Linked DNA regions of Mus musculus: regions 1, 2, 3, 4, 5 and 7 are each linked to region 6. The links are chromatin contacts, called in public HiCAR-type, HiChIP or PLAC-seq, capture Hi-C and promoter capture Hi-C maps. All regions are on one chromosome and are shown on one strand. The core of a region is the stretch at or near the end of the contact, and the rest is flanking DNA. Distances in the headings are between cores, read along the strand shown.

The links. Promoter capture Hi-C pulls out the DNA fragments that hold promoters and counts their contacts. HiCAR-type assays count read pairs that join an accessible place to other places. HiChIP or PLAC-seq counts read pairs in DNA pulled down with a chosen protein or histone mark. Capture Hi-C pulls out chosen DNA fragments and counts their contacts.
Region 1: an H3K27ac HiChIP or PLAC-seq map of embryonic stem cells shows a contact between it and region 6, with 11 times the contacts expected there. The contact joins the promoter of Drg1 here to the promoter of Sec14l2 in region 6. A contact is called at or near these places in 1 of 39 promoter capture datasets (liver) and 2 of 115 datasets of contacts at active chromatin or transcription factors (embryonic stem cells and hepatocytes).
Region 2: a contact with region 6 is called in a HiCAR-type map of astrocytes, with 7 times the contacts expected there. The contact joins the promoter of Ap1b1 here to the promoter of Sec14l2 in region 6. A contact is called at or near these places in 10 of 39 promoter capture datasets (the 3T3-L1 cell line, the HPC-7 cell line, embryonic stem cells and 5 more) and 3 of 115 datasets of contacts at active chromatin or transcription factors (astrocytes, hepatocytes and stem cell-derived neural progenitor cells).
Region 3: a promoter capture Hi-C map of liver shows a contact between it and region 6, with 4 times the contacts expected there. The contact joins the promoter of Nipsnap1 here to the promoter of Sec14l2 in region 6. A contact is called at or near these places in 5 of 39 promoter capture datasets (the 3T3-L1 cell line, embryonic stem cells, hippocampal neurons and 1 more), 1 of 484 Hi-C or Micro-C datasets (embryonic stem cells), 2 of 115 datasets of contacts at active chromatin or transcription factors (astrocytes and kidney) and 3 of 9 other capture datasets (embryonic stem cells, liver and pancreatic islet).
Region 4: an H3K4me3 HiChIP or PLAC-seq map of stem cell-derived neural progenitor cells shows a contact between it and region 6, with 6 times the contacts expected there. The contact joins the promoter of Nefh here to the promoter of Sec14l2 in region 6. A contact is called at or near these places in 8 of 39 promoter capture datasets (the 3T3-L1 cell line, embryonic stem cells, erythroid cells and 4 more) and 1 of 115 datasets of contacts at active chromatin or transcription factors (stem cell-derived neural progenitor cells).
Region 5: a promoter capture Hi-C map of liver shows a contact between it and region 6, with 4 times the contacts expected there. The contact joins the enhancer-like site here to the promoter of Sec14l2 in region 6. A contact is called at or near these places in 16 of 39 promoter capture datasets (the 3T3-L1 cell line, 3T3-L1-derived adipocytes, the HPC-7 cell line and 10 more), 2 of 484 Hi-C or Micro-C datasets (cortical neurons and liver), 11 of 115 datasets of contacts at active chromatin or transcription factors (bone marrow-derived macrophages, embryonic forebrain, embryonic limb bud and 8 more) and 4 of 9 other capture datasets (adipose tissue, embryonic stem cells, liver and 1 more).
Region 7: a capture Hi-C map of embryonic stem cells shows a contact between it and region 6, with 5 times the contacts expected there. The contact joins the promoter of Pik3ip1 here to the promoter of Sec14l2 in region 6. A contact is called at or near these places in 4 of 39 promoter capture datasets (hippocampal neurons, liver and pre-B cells), 1 of 115 datasets of contacts at active chromatin or transcription factors (embryonic forebrain) and 1 of 9 other capture datasets (embryonic stem cells).

The regions. Positions count from the first base shown.
Region 1 is chr11:3,265,123-3,267,822 of GRCm38.p6, reverse strand. Drg1 (developmentally regulated GTP binding protein 1) reads left to right here and starts at 1,360. Exons shown (of 9, transcript NM_007879.2): 1 at 1,360-1,554. The coding sequence starts at 1,513.
Region 2 is chr11:4,985,486-4,988,185 of GRCm38.p6, reverse strand. It overlaps Ap1b1 (adaptor protein complex AP-1, beta 1 subunit), which reads right to left and starts at 1,362. Exons shown (of 21, transcript NM_007454.3): 1 at 1,135-1,362.
Region 3 is chr11:4,872,617-4,875,316 of GRCm38.p6, reverse strand. Nipsnap1 (nipsnap homolog 1) reads right to left here and starts at 1,366. Exons shown (of 10, transcript NM_008698.3): 1 at 1,214-1,366. The coding sequence starts at 1,311.
Region 4 is chr11:4,946,653-4,949,352 of GRCm38.p6, reverse strand. It overlaps Nefh (neurofilament, heavy polypeptide), which reads left to right and starts at 1,289. Exons shown (of 4, transcript NM_010904.3): 1 at 1,289-2,295. The coding sequence starts at 1,419. It also overlaps a transcript of Ap1b1 not described here.
Region 5 is chr11:4,828,056-4,830,755 of GRCm38.p6, reverse strand. All of the region lies in intron 1 of Nf2 (neurofibromin 2), which reads left to right. Among named protein-coding and RNA genes, the nearest start is that of Nf2, 20 kb to the left of the region's middle. Within about 2 kb of position 1,360, at least 7 of the 459 cell types and tissues checked have an H3K27ac peak or open chromatin away from gene starts, as enhancers often do. A contact at or near this core is called in hepatocytes and liver, where this site is marked.
Region 6 is chr11:4,117,319-4,120,018 of GRCm38.p6, reverse strand. It overlaps Sec14l2 (SEC14-like lipid binding 2), which reads left to right and starts at 1,290. Exons shown (of 12, transcript NM_144520.2): 1 at 1,290-1,394. The coding sequence starts at 1,341. It overlaps Gm51934 (a long non-coding RNA gene), which reads right to left and starts at 1,670. Exons shown (of 3, transcript XR_003949841.1): 1 at 1,059-1,670.
Region 7 is chr11:3,329,307-3,332,006 of GRCm38.p6, reverse strand. It overlaps Pik3ip1 (phosphoinositide-3-kinase interacting protein 1), which reads right to left and starts at 1,276. Exons shown (of 6, transcript NM_178149.4): 1 at 1,003-1,276; 2 at 1-92. The coding sequence starts at 1,072. It overlaps Gm12592 (predicted gene 12592), which reads left to right and starts at 817. Exons shown (of 2, transcript NR_165248.1): 1 at 817-1,093.

The sequences.
Region 1 (2,700 bases), core at 111-2,610, 850 kb after region 6:
AAGCCAGCCTGGTCTACATAATTAATTTTAGATCATTCAAAGTTACACAGTTAGATAAAAGAAAGTATGCACCCGTGTCCAAAGCCCAATTAAACAATTACACAAAGCAAATGGTCGGTCCCTCTATGTCCCTCATCATCAGACCCATAAACAATTCTCCCCTCAGGGTTCAGGGGGATCCTCCCGATCTAAGTGTCATGAGTGAGTCCTCGGCATTACAGGAAAAACCTTCCTATGGGAACCATTCTTTTACCTCCCTTTTTCTTTTTTTCCCTTTTTTATTTTATTTTTTTCCCAGTTTTTCGAGATAGCTTTCTCTGCCTTGACTGTCCTGGAACTTGCTCTGAAGACCAGGCTGGCCTGGAACTGAACTCAGAGATCTACCTGTTTCTGCTTCCTGAGTACTGGGATCAAAGGCGTGCGCCTCTATCATCTGGTTTATCTACATTTCCTAGAATGTACTTTCTGGCATGGTGTGTGGTAGTCGAGGGTTGCCTTGAACACAGGAGATCCTTGGTCTCAGCACCACCAGGAGACACACTCCGGTACTTTTTTTTTTTTTTTTTTTTGAGACAGGGTTTCTCTGTATAGCCCTGGCTGTCCTAGAACTCACTCTGTAGAGCAGGCTGGCCTCGAAGTCAGAAATCCGCCTGCCTCCCAAGTGCTGGGATTAAAGGTGGGTACCACTACCCTATGCCTCTCTAAGTGTATTTCTAACAAACAGCCTAGAGAGTATAATGATAAAAGGCACAGTTCTATTTGTCCATCTGACAAATTCGGGACTCACTTCCAGTCACACTACGCTTTAGTGGCTGTAACCTTATTTTACACAATAAAAATGCTTTTATATTTATTTATGCATTCCCTTCTAATTTGTGCTAACATAATTTCCAACTTTTCAACATGATAGCTTCTCCAAGTAATGGCTCTCTCTGGAAGAGCTCATTCGATCCACTAACTGTGGCTCGTTGAGTGCCACACTCCTTCTTTAGGGTTCCTGGTAAACAAAGGATCCCTCAAAAATTGTGCCCCCCACCCCTCTGAGTCTCTCTACAACCCCCCACCCCTCTGAGTCTCTCTACAACCCAGGAAGCCGAGGTCTGTCCTGATGAAGAAAGGGAGCTTCCAAGTATCTGCGCGCACTCTGATGGTCGCCGGGTTTAGGTGCACGCTGGGCACGGGAGTCGAAGGGGCGAGCGCAGGTCCGGCGGGGTGGGGCCGAGCTGCGCGCGACCCTCGGCGCGCTCCGGGAAGTTGGCCCGAGCGACCGCTCTGGTCACCTCACTGCGGGCTCTATGACACCGCGCTGGCTGGCGGGACAGGGAGGAGTCGGCGGAGAAGGCGGAGACCGCCCATCTCCGAGAGCGTCGGCGCGGACTTCTCGCGGAACCGTGTCGCGAGCTTAGCAGATCCCGCGCTTGCGCGCTGCAGTGGTGGCCAGAGGCGCGGCGGGCGCGAGAAGGGGGACCTAACCAGTGTGGAGGCTGGTGTGGCCTTAAGCCCTCCGCCACCATGAGCGGGACCTTAGCGAAGATCGCGGAGATCGAAGCCGAGGTAAAAGGCGCAGCCGGCGCTTCTCTCCTGGCCCTTCTGCGGCGCTGCGGCTCCTCCGGTGTTGCGTCCGCGGCGTCAGGGCCTGGCTTCCACCCCTGTGCCACCAGCTGCCATCGCCCCCGTAGTCTAAACCTGCGCTGCCGCAGCCCCGTCCCCATGCAGCCCCTTCCCTCAGTTCCTCGGGCCTGGGCTTCTCAGCTCCCATCCGCCAGCTCCGTCTCTGCGCAACCTCCCACATCCCACACCCAGCACTTGCTCCGGTTTTCGGCGCATGTCTCGACATTATTTCTGTTTTTCTTGCTTTTTTCTCTGAGCCACACGACTTCTATATCCCAGACTCCGTGATCCGATCACGGGCTTTGAGGTCTTGTCCCGTTATTCCTTGCCCACTTGCCACTCACTGGTGGTCCCCTTTTACACGCCGTTGGTTGTGACGGTAAGATCTGGGAGTAAGTAGATTGTACCTGGATGGCGCGTCATCCCTGAGACCTTCAGGGCTTTTTAAAGTCCGTAATGTGACACCCTTCTTTTAGATTGGGTACCGTAGAAACGAATCAGCAGATGCATTTTAATTCCCTCTGTGGATAGAAATTCGAATGACCGTGGGTCCTTTCACGTTGGGTCTCGTTTGTTTCTTTTGTGGTGAAGAGAATGAACTGGAGAGGGGAGAGGGAATTCAGTTTATTTTTATGTTTCTGTGTGTGTGTGTTCAGCATTACTTAGGGGAATCGTTCTGTTCAGTCATGGTTTCTGGGATTGAGTTTAGGTCTTCCAAGTTTGGCAGCAAGTGCACTTGAGTGTGTCTATCTGGCCCTGGATTTTTTCCCTCTCTCCCTCCCTCTACCTCTCTCCTTTGTTTGGAGACAGGGTCTTGCTACATACTTCTGGATGTCAGGGATCCCATTGTGTAGATCACGCTGGCCTTGAACTCAGACAGATCTGCCTCTGCCTCCAGAGTGCTGACATTAGCCAGGCTTGGTTTTTCTTTTTAAAAAATACTTAGTTGCCTGTATCCTCTTCAGTCTGCAGTTTGCTGGATGCTCGTGAATATGAGCCATTTGGTCTTCCCCTGAAGCAGTATTTCAATAGACAGTTTGTTCACCTTCACCTCTATTGTGGGCGTCTAAGGATAAAAAATAATTCTTA
Region 2 (2,700 bases), core at 113-2,612, 870 kb before region 6:
AAGGAGCAACAAAATGTCTCTAAAGGAAAAGAGGCTCACACCCCAGGTACCAAGTCGCCTTCCCATCTCCCACGCAGACCAGTCATCCCAGGCACCATGACAGGCCAAAGGCCATCCTGTGGGCCTGTTCCCCTAGAACCTAGGACCAAAAGATCCCCCAAGGGGCCCCGTTGTTCCCCTCTTTACTGCAAAACGAATAAAGTGCAAACGGGATGAAGGGGTTGTCTGGATATCAATTCCAAGAATAGCCCAATAGGCAGGAAGACCTGAGAGCCAAAACACTGACAAAAACAACCTGGCCGAACAGCCTCCTAAGTTGAAAGTGTATCAACAGCTCCTCCTAAACATCGGATCAGACGACAGGTGAGAAGGCTGCATCCTGACACCAACTCACACAATATATTGGCGACAATATATCAAGTCACTTCTAGACCCCAAGCCAGCTCCAGGTGCCTTTCTCCCCGAGCTTTGAAGGTCTCTGGAGACCTACATAGGAAGCCTGATTTTGCCTCTACTACTCGAATGACCTTCCGTGTGTCATTTAACCTCCCGTGCCTCGGTGTCCTCGCGAGTGAGAGGGGGAAAGCAACAGTAGCTACCTTACAGAGGCAGCTGTGAGCTCAGTACACAAAGTGCTTAGCACAGAGGTTCGAAGTCAGGAAGGGCTGGAGAACCAGTGACAAGACATTCTTGTGGTGTTAGAACTAAGACAAGTGCTCCCATTCTGTCAACGTGTCCCTGAGGATCCAAAGGACGAGGGGCGGGTGGCAGAAGGCCATTTCTAGATGTTTGCCCCGTTTTGGGGGGGCGGCGGCTAAGAGATAAGGCCCTGAACGAGGAGGCCTGAGGTTGGCCGAGGAGTGGGAAGGGACAAGCAGGGCGCAGGGGAGGCCTAAGTGCAGGAGTCTCTCCGAACCGGACTGCGGACCTGAAATGACGGACGGCTTGACGCCGGGCCGCCAAGCCGTCGGGAATGAATGAGCACGCAGGCCTTTCACCTTCGCCCTCTCGCGGCTCGCAACCCTCCAGCGCAGCGTCCTCTCCGTGACCTCTGACCTCGCAGACCCCCCCCACTCCTCGGACCCCTTCGGGTTTGTTTGTTTTCCTATCTCGCCGGGCTGCCTTTTTCCTCACCCACAAATCCAAACGGCTCCGGGTGCCGCGGCTCGGCTCGCTTCAGCAGCAAAATGTCCGCAGCCTCCGCCTCCCTCTCCTCCGGTGCGTCGCAGCAGCCGGCGGCTCCAAGCTCCACGGCTGTCACCTGCCGAGCGGAAGTAAGAGGCCCGTGCGCGGAACTTCCGGTGGACGCACACCCCGGGGGCGGGGTCGAGGGTGCAACCTGGCGGGAGGGGCTGGGGACCTGTTGGGCGGGGCCTGTGTGGGAAGGGCGGGGCCTTAGCAGAGCCGGCTTTTATGAGAATTGAGGGCCTGGGCGGGCCAAGCGGCTAAGTTCAGGCTGGGATACCCTTGCTCAGAATCCCTGGCCAGGCTCCCTCTCAAACACCATGGAATCGAAAGGGTCTTGGAAGACTTTAAAGTTCATCTCTTTCTGAGTTACAGATGGGAAGACTGAGGCCAACGTTGTCTTAGGAAAAGGGAAAGTCGGAGCTACAAATCTGATCAGCTGCTGGACTGCGCCTGTCTGCTAGGCTAAAACGAGACTTTTTCTGCTGCCCTTGGAAAATTCATTGTTCTAAAAGGAAAACATAAGCTACGTCCAAGACTTCTTATCCAAGGGATACTTCACAGTGAGACCTCAACTGATACAGCCATTTCATTCCTGACTTTGGTCCTATTAATTTTCTCTTTCTAATAGATAACTTGTGTTCATCCCCTTTAAAACATTATAAAACTTCTATTCTAGCATTTTTATTAAACCAATAATATCTGCATTGCAGAAAAAAAGAAATATATTAGTGGGGGCTGGAGAGATGGCTCAGTGATTAAGAACACTGGCTGGTCTTCCAGAGGACCTGAGTTCAGTTCCCAGCAACCACACTGTGGCTTACAACCATCTGTAATGGGATCCCATGCCTTCTTCTAGTGTGTCTGAAGACAGCGACAGTGTTGTACTCATACACACAAAATAAATAATTCTTTTTAAAAAAAAAAGAAATATATTAGTAAGGAAAAAAGGCAAAACCAAAACACGTAGGCTCCTGAGAAAATCGTTTTTTAACACTTGGTTATCCTCCTAGATGTAATATGTCTGCCTTTTTATTTTATTATTTGTGTGTTATTGATTTGAGACAAGCTCTTGCTGTGTAACCCAAGCCAGCCCCATTGTTGAGCTCACAGTGATGTACTATCATGCCTGGTCTATGTAGTGCTGGGATCTAACTCAGAGCTTTTACATCCTATGCAAGCACTCTAACAACTGAATCGCTGTCACCTTGGCTGACCTGGAAACTGAAAAACCAAGCAGAAGTCTGCCTGCCTCTGTCTCACAGTGTTGGGTTTAAAGGTGTGCACAACCACACCCAGCTGTTTTTACATTCTTTAAAGTTTTGTCATAATATAATTATGACAAATTGATAAAATAGTTATGGCAAATTGATAAAATAGACAAAATAGAATTCCAGATGCTGGGGTGAAGAGATGGTTCAGCAGTTAAAAACACTGGCTGCTCTTCCAGATAACAGGGGTTCATTCCCAGAACCCACATGGCAGCTCACAGCACCCACATGGCAGCTCATGGCA
Region 3 (2,700 bases), core at 117-2,616, 760 kb before region 6:
GCTGGAGATGTCATTGTTTACTTGGTGGAGAGAGCACTACATTAGCCTAGCATACCTAAACTCCTGAGTTCTCTTCCTAGCAATAGAAAACAAGGCTATCAGACACATCCTATTTTCTCCTCCTACCCAAGGTCATCCCTCCAGAAAAGGCTGAGTTTACAAGGTACACTCTAGGCTTTTTTCCCATTGTCGGCTTCTCTCTCATTACCCAGCACGGAAGTGAAGGGCACGCGTCCCAACTCTTCTATCCGTGCTTTCCTAATGTGCACAGCGATCTAACGGAACTCCATGGCCACATTCTTGGGCTGGGGCAGGAGTAACGCAGGTCCCTTTCCACAGGTGTGAGGGCAGGTGTTCCACTTCTTTAGCTAATGCTTTTTGCACAAACCCTGTCCTAAAACTTGTGAGGGTGTGGGGCTGGGGAAACAGGAGAGCAGGGTCAGAAGTGCTCCGGGTGATAGGTGCAGAGATGGGGGTAGCACCGGGCGTGGCATCGAGGAGGGAGGAGCAGCCCAGAGCCAGTCAGGGGAAGGAAGCCAAGCTCTCCAAAGCCAGAATTGAGCCTCTCTCCTAGGAGGCCACCAGCCGTGGTACAAAGTGCAGAGTGCATCGTAAGACCTGGGTCCTAACATCCAGAGCTGCCTCCACATGGCACGGACGCTGACCTTGAACAGCTCCCACCCCACTCTGTTGACCCACCTGTACAAAGCAGGGTGCGGAATCACTTTGGGAATTCCCACCGTACCCCCAGTCCTCCTCTCCTTCCAAAACTTTCTGCTGGCTCAGAAGACCCCAGCGCGTGCTAAACCACAAAGGCCAGGCAAAAGGCTGCCAATATCCTCTGCCTTCGTCCGGGATCCAGGGCTCAAAACCTGTCCCTCCCACTCACCTCATTTTTTATTCTCAGCCCAGATCCAGGTCCCAAACAGGACAAAGAACCTGCCCAGCTAGGCATGGTAGTGCACACCCTCACTATCTGGGAGGCAGAGGCAAGAAGATTCCGAGGTCGAATCACATGTAGTACGAACCTGTTTAAAAACCAAAACCATCCCCATACCTTTTCACCTTCCCCATTCTTTCTCAGCCTCAGGCCTACATCCTGGTAGCTCTCTGCCTCTAACCCCTCAATTCCAAATCCGAGAGTCTGTTTTTCATTCCAGCCCCCTCCCCTGCTCCTGTTCCGGGCACGCAGTCAGCCCCGTCGGCCTCTCACCGCACAGCACCCGCAGCCGCGAGGTCCCCAGCACGGGGTCTCGGCTTCGTGAATAGCCGCCGTGCCGCTGCAGAGATGATGCACAACCGCGGAGCCATGTTGGACCGGAGCAGGTTGGAGGAAAGCCACGCCTCAGCCCAGTGGCTGGGGGCAGGACTAGAGAAAACCACGCCCTCCCCTCGCCAGCTTCCCTTTCAAACACAAGCAGGTGGGAGTCCCCCAACTCTACAGTTGCACAGTCCATACCCACACCTCCGAGCTCTTGAAACTCTGCAGCTAACTAGTTCTGTTCTCTTCAACGACCTTTTCCCCTCTGTACCTGGGAATTCATCTCGATAATCGCAGGGTTGTATGTCCTGGACATTCTGAGGATAAACTAAAGACAGTCTTTATACCCCTAAAATTGTTCACAAACTATGTGAGTTCCCTTCCTCCTTGGGTGCTGGAGGTGGAGCCCAGGACCTCACACATGGCTTGGCAAATGTTCTGTCTACATCTTGTGTTCTTCTGTGTCAAGGCATCAACAGACAATATTTGTCTATTCAAAAGAACAAAATCTATAACAATTTTTAAAAGAGAGAGAGAGAGAGAGCCTGGGGGGGGTCCAGAAGCCTCAAATATCCTGGAACTGGAGTTTAAAGGAGATTTTGAGGCACTCTAATGGGTACTGGGATCCAAACTCAGGTCTCCTCCAAGAGCTTTTAAAGGCAGAACTGTCTCTTTAACCATTTAAAACAGATGGACAAGACTCTGAGCAAGCAGGATGCTCTTTCTCCAAAGCCCGAGTGTGATGGTGCACTTAAGAGGCTGAGACGAACTGGGCAGTGGTGGCGCATGCCTTTAATACCAGCACTCGGGAGACAGGCGGATTTCTGAGTTCGAGGCCAGCCTGGTCTACAAAGTGGGTTCCAGGACAGCCAGGGCTATACAGAGAAACCCTGTCTCGAAAAACAAAATAAAACAAAACAAAACAACAACAAAAAGAGACTACGGAATTAAAACAACAAACAAAAAACATTTTCTCTTCACTGTCTATTCACCTGGAGGCTCTATATTTGCTTTCTCAGCCCACACAGAGATGGATCCCTTCTGATCCCCTGGGGGACACAGGGACAGAGACACACCAACGGGGGAGTGGGGTGGGGGAGGATGCCAAGCCACCGACTGTAATTCGGTGCAGGGGATTTACAGCCGGTATAACTAACTTCCGGAGTGCTTCAAACTGTGAGTCTGGCAAGTTAGGTCTCATCTAAGATCTTGAGACAGCAAAGGTTGGCTGAACAAGTCCTATCTGTACTTCTTGGCAGCCAAGGCCTGGTGGAGCAGACAAATCACTCCAATCACTGCTGACTGAAACCTCCAAGGCAGAGATGTTAGCCATGCCCCGCCCCCTCCATCAGCTAGGCTACTGGCAAGTGAGCCCCAAGGATCTCCTTGTCTATGCTTCCCCAACATTGGGATTACAAGCAACCTCTCCTGCTGTGGTG
Region 4 (2,700 bases), core at 40-2,539, 830 kb before region 6:
CGGAAAACCAAACCAAGAACGAGCCGTATAATAAAGCAAGAGCTCCAAGTCTAAGCCCCTCCGCCGTCCCCGCCCTTTCACCTGAAGCCTCAGTAGGGCTCATGATGGAGGTCGGTGGACTTTGGTACTGAAAAACCACTCCACCACTTCCTCGGAGCATGAAAGGGGATGCTTACGGCAGTACTGGTTCATCTATTCTGGAAAAGGAATGAGATGCCAAGATAAAGCAGAAAAATCGGGCAAGGAAGGGAGAAAGACAAAGTTCTCAGGTGAGAGGAACTGGTTACTATTCCGACTGGCAATATGTGGGTTCTCCTCCCCAAAATCAGCCAGACATTTCCCAAGTTCGAACCTCCTAGGGGCACATGGGAGCTTGGAGCTGCATCTTGTCTCTTGCACACAAGGGAAAACCAAACATAGGAGAACACAATTTGTACAAGGTCATTCAGCTAGCGAAGCACAGAAGCTAACCCCACCCTGTGGCAGAACTTGGCTTCGGTGTTGAGGCTCTTGCTGCCTACTGAGGGACCCCCTGTTCTTCGTAGGCAGTTTTCCTTTCCGGGCAAGAGGAGACTCCACTTTCCAGTCGTGGCCACTGGAATTTTTAGAGAGCACCACGTTCCTCTCACCCAGCGCTCCCTTTCTCCGTCTGCAGTGTTCTCCTTCTCAGGGTAGCTTTGCGGTCCTTTCAAACTCCACGCCCACCCCAACCCCAACCCCGAAGCCAGCTGTACAGTTCCTTAAGCCCCTTTGGGTGGCCCAGGGCCGCTGTAGTATCTGGGGAACACTGCACCGCCAGCTAGAAGGTCCCCATTTATCATCAGTAGCATCCATCATGCAACCCCATACAGAATCCCTTCGTGGGTGACTGCAGTCTGCACTCCTCATCTCAAGGTCCTCTCTAACTATCAGGGAACCAACCCTGTGCTGCTTCTCAAGTGGGGGTGTCCTCTCATAGTAATCACTGCAGTCTCCCACTGCTTCAACCCGAAGGCGCCCTGACCCATCAGTTCTGCAATCCTCTCCCTATTTCCAGTGCCCTCTCTTATTCTGAGGGTCTTATTCTGACTAATAGGGTCTTCCGACATGCACCTGGAGGTCTGCACTTGTCCGCTCCGGAAGTCCTTTACTCCTTGGTCTGACCTCGGGAGGCTCTACTGACGATGCGTCGATTCCCCTTCACTCCTGGGTCGTCCCCCCCAGCCCCGCCCCTCTCACTGCGGAGAAGCCGGTCGGCCCGGGGCCGCGGGGGAGGAGGTGGAGAGGGTGGGGCCCTCCTCCCCAGCCCCCCACTGCCGAGGGGCCGGACCGGGCCACCGCGGATATAAAAGAGCCGGAGTCCCAGAGCTGCCGCAGTGCTGCCTGCCCCGTCCCAGCCCCGCACTCCCGCTCCGCTGGCGGCCGCACCTGCTCCGGCCATGATGAGCTTCGGCAGCGCCGATGCGCTGCTGGGCGCCCCGTTCGCGCCGCTGCACGGAGGCGGCAGCCTGCACTACTCGCTGAGCCGCAAGGCAGGCCCGGGCGGCACGCGCTCCGCGGCCGGCTCCTCCAGCGGCTTCCACTCGTGGGCGCGGACGTCCGTGAGCTCCGTGTCCGCCTCACCCAGCCGCTTCCGCGGCGCCGCCTCGAGCACCGACTCGCTAGACACCCTAAGCAACGGCCCAGAGGGCTGCGTGGTGGCGGCGGTGGCGGCGCGCAGCGAGAAGGAGCAGCTGCAGGCTCTGAACGACCGCTTCGCGGGCTACATCGACAAGGTGAGGCAGCTCGAGGCGCACAACCGCAGCCTGGAGGGCGAGGCGGCGGCGCTGCGGCAGCAGCAAGCCGGCCGCGCCGCCATGGGCGAGCTGTACGAGCGCGAGGTGCGCGAGATGCGCGGCGCCGTGCTGCGCCTCGGGGCGGCGCGCGGGCAGCTGCGCCTGGAGCAGGAGCACCTGCTGGAGGACATCGCTCACGTCCGCCAGCGGCTGGACGAGGAGGCCCGGCAGCGTGAGGAGGCGGAGGCGGCGGCGCGCGCCCTGGCGCGCTTCGCGCAGGAGGCGGAAGCGGCGCGCGTGGAGCTGCAGAAGAAGGCGCAGGCGCTGCAGGAGGAGTGCGGCTACCTGCGGCGCCACCACCAGGAGGAGGTGGGCGAGCTGCTCGGTCAGATCCAGGGCTGCGGGGCCGCGCAGGCGCAGGCTCAGGCCGAGGCTCGCGACGCCCTCAAGTGCGACGTGACGTCGGCGCTGCGGGAGATCCGCGCGCAGCTCGAAGGCCACGCGGTGCAGAGCACGCTGCAGTCCGAGGAGTGGTTCCGAGGTGCGCGGGAGCGCGGGGTGGGAAGGGGTCGCCCCCTCCTGGCGGAGCAGTGAGCAGCCCGAGAGGACTCCTCTCAGAAGTAGCTAGACCCGCTGCGAGGTGCATGCCACCTGACAAAGTAGCGGTTTTACCCAGACCCTCCCTTGGGGCGCCCCAACTCTGGATTTTCCTTTAGAAAAAGGAAACCACCCTCCACATTTTTTATGTCTGTAATTAAACACCGGGGCCAACCCCTGTGCCCCACACACTGTTAGACCCCAGATTCAGACTGATCTCCCATCTGAAATGGAGCAAGCCCCGTCTGGACCCAGCGTATCAGGTATCCAGCAGCCGCTTGCCATGCCAACTCTGCCCACCCTTTCTTGCGCACCCTGCGCAGTGGGTGGAACAGGAGTATTCGTTCTA
Region 5 (2,700 bases), core at 111-2,610, 710 kb before region 6:
TGGTTGCTGGGAATTGAACTCAGGACCTCTGGAAGAGCAGCCAGTGCTCTTAACCACTGGGCCATCTCTCCAGCCCCAAATCTAAGTTTTTCTGTGGGTTCTAACTCTGAGGCATTCACATCCAGCACCCCAGTTGGGTTTACTTTCTTCAAGAGAGTTGAAACCTTGTTTCGCTGTGGCCTTTCCTCAGCCTGTGGCCTAGTTTCCTCTCACCCTGCAATGTAGTATCAGTGTGTACAAGGAGTTTGATTGTCAGGGGCTGCATAGCACTACCGGGGAAAAGAGAAATTCAGTGCCAAGACTGACAAAGTCAGAAAACAAATGGCAGTGTCAGGATGATTTCGTATATCCCTGGCCAACTGGTAAGATGGTTGTGCTGGCTAATAGGCTCCAATCAACTCCATGGGTTATTGGTGCCATTTGCTTCCTGTGACTGAAAAGTGCTGCATTCTAGCTGTGTTCCTGCAGTGGAGGGTAAGTGTTCAGTGCTATTTACTTAAAACGTTCTAAAGTTGATAAATGACAAGTACTTCACTGTGGGTAAAGCTTGTAAATCTAGCCCCTATAGAAAATAACAAGCCGACAGCACTTAGTCGTGTTTATAGAGTTGATACACATCTGTCTTTTGATACAGGCGCATCACATATCTGTGACATCACACTGCAGCCTGTTAATGGAACGGCAGCAAGCACAGCCACAGCCAAGCAGCTCCAAAGGCTCCTTCCAGCCCCACTGCCTGAAGGGCACTCTTCTGTGCCTGTCTTCTTTTTGGAAACCACCCTCTTTACTTCTGGAGAGTGAACACCTGCCTCAGCCTTTTTTTTTCCTCTTCTCTAGCCACGATCAGGGAGGAGGGCTGCAGATGGAAAGAGACAGGTTTAAGTGTACACTCATGAAAACCAGAGACTGTTCTATTTTTGACACACTGTTCAGAAAGGACTATATACCTAACTTTAAATAAATAAATAAATAAAAGCCTACAAATGCCATATACTACACAGCTTGGCTCCTTGACTTGACTAGGAACAGTGAGGGAATAAAGAAAGAATAGGTACTAAAGAAACAGCCAAGGTACACAGAAAAGCTGGGCTTCCGTGGTTGTGTGTGCTCTGATGGCGCACTGCATTGAGTGCGGCAAGCTCTGCATGTTTGTTATGTACACATAGGGTAGGTAGCTAGTCTTGGTGGGACATGCTTATAGACAAGAAGTCTCAGGCTGGAGGAAACTGGTCAATCATTTTTAAACATTGGCATTTGAAATAGAGGAAGGTTTTGAATTCTAAGCCTCACAATTGTGGAAAGACATTCCCAAATTCCAGTGGGTCTGAGGTATTGATCGTAGGCATGACCATGCCAACAGTACACACTCAGGAGTTCATCTGTCTGCTGTTTACATATTCACTCAATTCAGGCCTCCTCAGCTGCCTGCATCCAGGGCTGGTAAGATTACTCCATGCGTAGAGTTGCTTGATAACCTGATATTTTCTTTAAGATTTATTAATTTTTCTTTGTGTTTATTCATGTTTTGCTTGCATGTGTTGTATGTGCACTGCATGTGTATATGCTGTTTATAGATTCAGAAAAGGGTGTCAGGATCTCTTGGAATTGGAGTTAAGGACAGTTGTGAGCTGCGTTGCCATGTGGGTGCTAATAACAGAACCTGTGTCTTCTGTAGGAGCAGCAGTGTTCTTTTTTTTGGGGGGGGGGGGGGGGTTCGAGACAGGGTTTCTCTGTATAGCCCTGGCTGTCCTGGAACTCACTCTGTAGACCAGGCTGTCCTTGAACTCAGAAATCCGCCTGCCTCTGCTTCCCGAGTGCTGGGATTAACTGCTGCACCATTTCTCCAGTCCCCTGATGATCTTAATTTGGTCTGCAGGATCCACATGGTGGAAGGAGAGAACCAACTCCCTCAAGCTGACCTTTGACCTCTACATTTTTGTGTATACCCCCTCCCCAAATAAATGGAATTTTAAAGATTATTTTAGAGGTCTATAGAGCCATCTAGTGCCACCAAGATGATTTATTTGTCAGATAAAGGTGCTTGCCACCAAACATGATGACCTCAATTCAAAAGGTTTGGGGCCCAAATGGTAGAAGGAAAGAACTAACTTTGACAAATTGTCCTGTGATCACATGCAATCACATATGCATGCACACAAATAAACAAAAATGTAACAACAAAAAAAGGAAGGTCTATCATTATGTAAATGTAGGTCTGAAAGGCTTATGTGCCTGTCATCAGGTGTCAGAAACACTGTTTTTTTTGCTCCACAGTTCAGGCTAGCTCAGAATTTGTGTCCATCTTCCAAAGGGCTGGGATTACAGGCTTGTGTCATCAAGCCCTGGCTAGGAATATTTTAATAAGAAAATAAATAGGAGACACATCCCATTCATCTTGGCTTCTATTCGTGCTATTGTTATATGCATCTCTGCTTTGATCTAGTGTCCTGACACAGCCCGGTCCCAGGTCAGTTGTGCAGAATGAGAGTTGTCACATGTACCAGGCCCAAGCTACATATTCAGCCCTGCATTGAACATTCAGTGCTGCAGATTGGAAATCATGCTGTTTGTCATACCCTAGAAAAGTGCAGAGAACATTCCTTTACTTTGGAACAGCTTGGACCCAAGTGCAGACACACTGTTCCTTCAAGCTGGCATGACCTTCCTTTTGTCAGCTTTCTCCACAAGACCTAGATCAGC
Region 6 (2,700 bases), core at 41-2,540:
TAAGATCAAAGTGGCGAGGGCTCTAGCAGGAGAAGGCTATGAACTCTATTGTGTGAGCCAGAAGTAGTAACTGGGGGGCGGGAGGCAGTCTGATGGTATAGGCTGGACAAGAGGCTGCTAGGCTACAGCTGTCAGAGTCCACCCACTCACTAGTCAAACTTGTCACTAGCGGGGAGTCCGCAGGCTCTTGGCCAGAGCTGGGAAGCAGATAAGCACAGCAGGGCTGCTGTGGGCTCTGGCTTCCAGTGTGGTTTCCTCTCTGTCTAGCCTACGGCCAAGATCTGGCTAGGCAGCCAGCAATGGACAGCAAGGAGGTGGCCACAAGAAGTCAAACCTGAGAATTGTGTACATTAACTTCCATTAGCCTCCTGCCCATGATCACCCTCGGTTAGAGAAGAAGCAACAGTGCAGTGAGGCAAAGGACCCCGTAGACACCCGTGGGACACGGGCCCTCAAACCTGAGCCTCCTCACTTCCACAGAGGAAGCAGAGCATGCCAACTGAGATGTGAGAGCTTCAGGTGTGGCTCCCAGAGAGCAGGGAAGATCAGACGCAGAGACCTGGGTCTTAGTGGGGAGGCTGGTCTTCCTTTCTCTTCAGCTAGATGCCATGGTCTTTACCATGCCTGCTCTGCAGGTAGAGGGAAAAGGCTGTCCACTCCATTTGGTTTATTTGTTTGTATTCTGGGCTTGCCTCAAGCCCAATAAATAAGCTAAGGGTGATCAGAACTTCTGCTTCTCCAATGCTGGGATCTCAGGTATGTGTTGGAATGTGCCACTATGACCATGCAGTGCTGGGAATCCGACTTAAGGTCGTGCGCGTAACTCAGTGGCAAGCCTTCTGCCACTGAGTTACATCGGCAACCCTGGGGGTCAACTCTCACTCCCAAGCAGAGCTGGTAGTAGTGACCATAAGCAGATGGCAGAGTGAACACCACAGTTCCTACAGGCAGAAAGACGCTTAAGGGGCATCCCTTTTCAGTGGGCACCAGAGAGCTGTCAACATTTTGGGGTAAGGAAAGCTATGAGAGCAGCCCGGTCCAGCCTTGTGGAGTCGCACCTTAGAAGACGTCGTTTGCTAGAGCTTTCCAGCTTCCTCTTGGTTAGGATGAGGATCCAGACCCAAGTAGCTCCTCAGGTGTATGAGCAAGCATTCTGGCTCCAATCCAGGGCCTCTGCGCGTCTCGCCCCGCCCCTCGGGCTCCTTTAAGAGGCGGGTCTTGGCCGCCAGCCCCGGGGCCTCGGCCAAAGACTGGGACTTTACTCCAGCGGCTGCGGCGGCGGCAAACGAGTCGGAGCTCCATCAGCTGCCGCAGGCACCGCGCCCCAAGGCTGAGCCACGATGAGCGGCAGAGTCGGTGACCTGAGCCCCAAACAGGAGGAGGCACTGGCCAAGGTGAGCTTGCTCTTGGTCTGTCTGTGGCCCTCGCTCCTGGCTGAAAAGCGGCTGTAAGGGACTGTCCTCGCGGGCGGGCGACTGATCGCCCCCGCTTGGCTAGTGCCCAGCGGACCGCTTCTCCTTCAGGGTGAGGACCTCGGGAAGTTTGGTCATCGCGATCTTCAGCATGAGCAGCCCCAGAGGTGCCCCCTTGGGAAGAAGTGGTTGCTTGGAAGCCTTGGGAGGCAGCTGAGGGCACAAAGGCAACATTCATCCTCCGGGCTGGCAGGGACTGGTAGCAGGGCCGTGGGACAGGGGCAGGGCCCCAGGTTTCCTCCCATTTCCGGGAGGTTTTTCTCTTTTGGGGCAGTGGCATATGGAAGGGTCCCTGACAGTTCCTTGGCAAACTCCCCCTAGCTCTTTCAAGGCACTAAGTCACTGTGCGACCTTGGGCCAAACCCTGTCCTGTGTGCTGTGCTCTTCGATGAAATTAGAGGAGTTGTCTGTCGGGCACCTCTTGTGTGTGAAGTCTAAGATGTCCGGGATTCACTAGGTTGGAATCCTTTCGGAGAGAAGAGCTCTCCCCACCCTGGCAACCCAGACCCTTGCCTGAACTTAGTGATGCCACTCAAAAGGAAAGGACCTGACCAGGCTTTGCCTTGGCACCTGGGCAGACAGGGACTTATCTACTCCATTCAAGTTCGGGAGCTGGCACTTCTGGCCAAAAGACTTTATCTCCTCAGTTGCACGGGATCAGAATTGATGGGGTCCAGCCCCAGTGTTCCCAGTTGTGCAGTTTCTTATTTATTCCAGAGTGTGGCAGCAGATGTGGCTGCTGTGTGTGACTTTTTTCCCATGCCAGGTTTGCTGCTGACGTGCAGGCTAAGTCTGTTGGGCATAGGTTTGGTGGGGATTAAGCCAGGGGCTAGGTGAGGTCCTTGGTGAAGGGTGGCCTTCTGCTTGTTGTTTAGATGACCATTGTCCTAACTCTGGGAGCTGCTTTTGGGGGATGGGAGGGTCTGATTAGACCTAGCTGACCTAAGGCAAAGGGCAGAGGTGGCCAGTCCTCATTGGTCCTCTCTGGAGGTGTCCTACAGGTCAGTAACCAGATAAAGGTCTCTGCTGTTGTAGGAGGCTTGGGGCTGCCTGTTTACTACTGGGTAGTGAGAGATCAGGGATAGGGGTGGCTATCCTGGGTCACTGTCCACCTCCCTTGGTGGCTTTCCTAGTATGTTTCCCTTTTGTGGCCACCTGCAGGAGCTGTCTGCTCCATCATGGTTGTCCACCCCCCTCCCTTGGCTTCTTTTGTAGTCTTTCAAACTAG
Region 7 (2,700 bases), core at 27-2,526, 790 kb after region 6:
GCCTTGCGCGGCCAACCAGTTGAGGCAGCGGAGACCCGGCGCGGGCGAGGGCTGGTCCTCCCGGTACAGGTGGCCGTTGTCCCAGAAGCAGCCTATGAGGAAGAGGAACCCGCCCGAGACTCTTAGTGCGTTTCTCTGGCCCCGCGGGAGAAAGCCCTGTGTACCTCAGAGTGTCACGCCCCTGGCGGCGTTTGGTCCACACACAACACTCGATTTAGCTTTCTTCTTCCTTCCCTTCCCTTCCCTTCCCTTCCCTTCCTTCCTTCCTTCCTTCCTTCCTTCCTTCCTTCCTTCCTTCCTTCCTTCCTTCCTTCCTTTTAAAAAAGCTTAAGATCGCTGCACAACTGCAAAGGGTTGTTATTCTTGGACTTGGGACCACTTTGAAGGTACAAGAAGGTCTTTCTCCCTAAGGTCTTTCTGTGGAGATGGTGAGTTTGGTTCTGGGCAGTCAGACATGGAAGTCATCCCAGTGTTGAGAAGTCAATGTTATATAAACTGGTGTTCCCTTCTCTACGAATACAGCCACTTTCTGCTAGTTTAACAGACACCGCCAGCTCCCAAGAGAATTCCACAAAAGCCTTTGATTCAGGGAAGCAAAAGATCCAATAGAGACCCCAGCTGAGGGTCTCTGCCTCATCTCTTAAGCTCCCACTCCCCTCAGCAGAGAGCCACGGGAGGAGGCTGGAGAGGGGAGGTTCGTGCGCCTGCCACACAAAGCAAACGGACTTTAAAAGGGTAAGACTCTGGGGAGTAGAAGAGACGAATTCCACTCCATCCACTCGTGTGAAAGGAAAGGGAAAGAGAAAGTGACTACTTGTCTTTGTTCTTAATGGCAAAGATGGAGCTGCAAGCCTCTGGCAAGGAAGGAGAGAGGAGAGAAGAATGCTTTCGTAGGATAACGAGAAAAGCAGCCAAAACCTTCCTTCCCTGTCGGCCTGACCACGTTTGGGGAATCTGTTTCATTTAAGTTGCTGCAGAAAGGGGGAGAAAACGTAATCTCACCTCCAGATCCATAGGCTTCTGCCAGAAGCATGTTGCTGAGAAGAAATGTGTGTACCCAAGCCAACAGCATCCTCGTCTCTTCGGCTCGCAGGTGACTCAACAGCCAGTGTCCAAATGGGGGGGGGGGGTCCTCCTTGGCAGCAGTTTTGTCTCCTTGCAGTCAGACTGGCCGGCCCCTGTTATGCTCTTCTGGTAAACAGCCTCTCTTTAGAACTGGGAGCTTCCCAGCTAGCTTGCTGCAGCCGAGGTGTTTTTCAGCTGAAAGGCGCCCCCTGGGTCCTAAGCCTCCTAGACCTTACCAGATCACTAACCCTGAGCCAAGAGAGGAACTCAGCCAAGCCGAGAGTGGCAGAGAGGTTTTGCTTAGCAGCAGCTCCGCGTGAGACCTGCACAACTGCATGCCCAGGGCTTTTCTTCCTTTTCCACCAGTGTGAGTACAGAGTCACTGTGTCAGAAGGCATCGTGGAGTGGGGTGGATTAGGAGCCCCAAAAGCACTACACAGTTGTAAGAGCGGATGCTGATTGCAGAAGCAGGAAGAATTTAAGACCACATAGACAGCACAACTAAGAATTATCTGTCTGGAAGCAATATATTTAAATTGTACTTTGCTAGGGCCAGTTCAGTCACATTCCTTTACTAACATTTGAGGTTTGGGTTATCCATATATAGTAGGAACACAGAAAGGGTATCATTAGCTGAAAATACATGTTACACAAACATTGAATTCCTTTAGCTATATTGTAAAGTCCACCCTTTTTACCAGCCCAGAAGTAAAATGTCTTCCTTCCAACTCCCCTCAAGCAGTATATAGGAAATCTAGTTGCAATAATTTGTGTCTACAGTTAAACCACATCCACATAACTTAGGGCTTTTGGAGTTTCTATTTGGCTGGCAGTTGAAGTTCCCAAGCAGCCTCAGTAAACTGAGAGAACAGGGTGGTTTGCCAAGACTACCTTGTGACTGGGGCAAATCCAAGAATAGAAACTCTGTTTTGATCTTGCCACAATGTAGGGAGGAAAAAAATAACACTATGAAGTAAGTTTTATAGACTTTATCATAGTGGAAAGCTAATGTGATTCTAACTATGAGAAGTGATTGAACCCTGATGTGTCTTTTAAGAAGAAAAGGGTTATTTTTATTTGTGGGTTTATCTGTGTCTGTACTCAGGCCATAGGAAAACTTCAGGGCCTCAAGAACTGGGGTTATAGGCAGTTGTCGACCATGGGAGGTAGCTGAAGTAGGCAGTGGAACTCGGGTCAGCTCTTCTTGAAGAGCAGCAAGTACTCCTAGTCTCTGAACCATGTCCCCAAACCACCTGACATGCCTTTTAAAACCATTGTCCGGACTGGGGAGGTGGCTCATTAGTTACGAGCACTTGTTGCTCTTGCGGAGCACTTAGTTCAGTTCCCAGCACTTAGCATAAGGCCATCTGTGTCCAGATCCAGAATATGGACTCCCTCCTCTGATACTCAGTCATGCACATACACATATGCTGGCAAAACACACATATAAACACCGCCCCCCAAAGAGTGCGTGTGTGTGCGTGTGGGGGTGGGGTTGGGGAGGGGTGGGGGGGTGTGCATGTGGTGTGTATATATGTGTGTGGTATGTGTGTGTGTAGGGTCAGATCACATGGTGTGTGCCCATGTGTGTAAATAAGGAAGTCAGAACAGGATGCCCAGTGTCTTACTACCTTG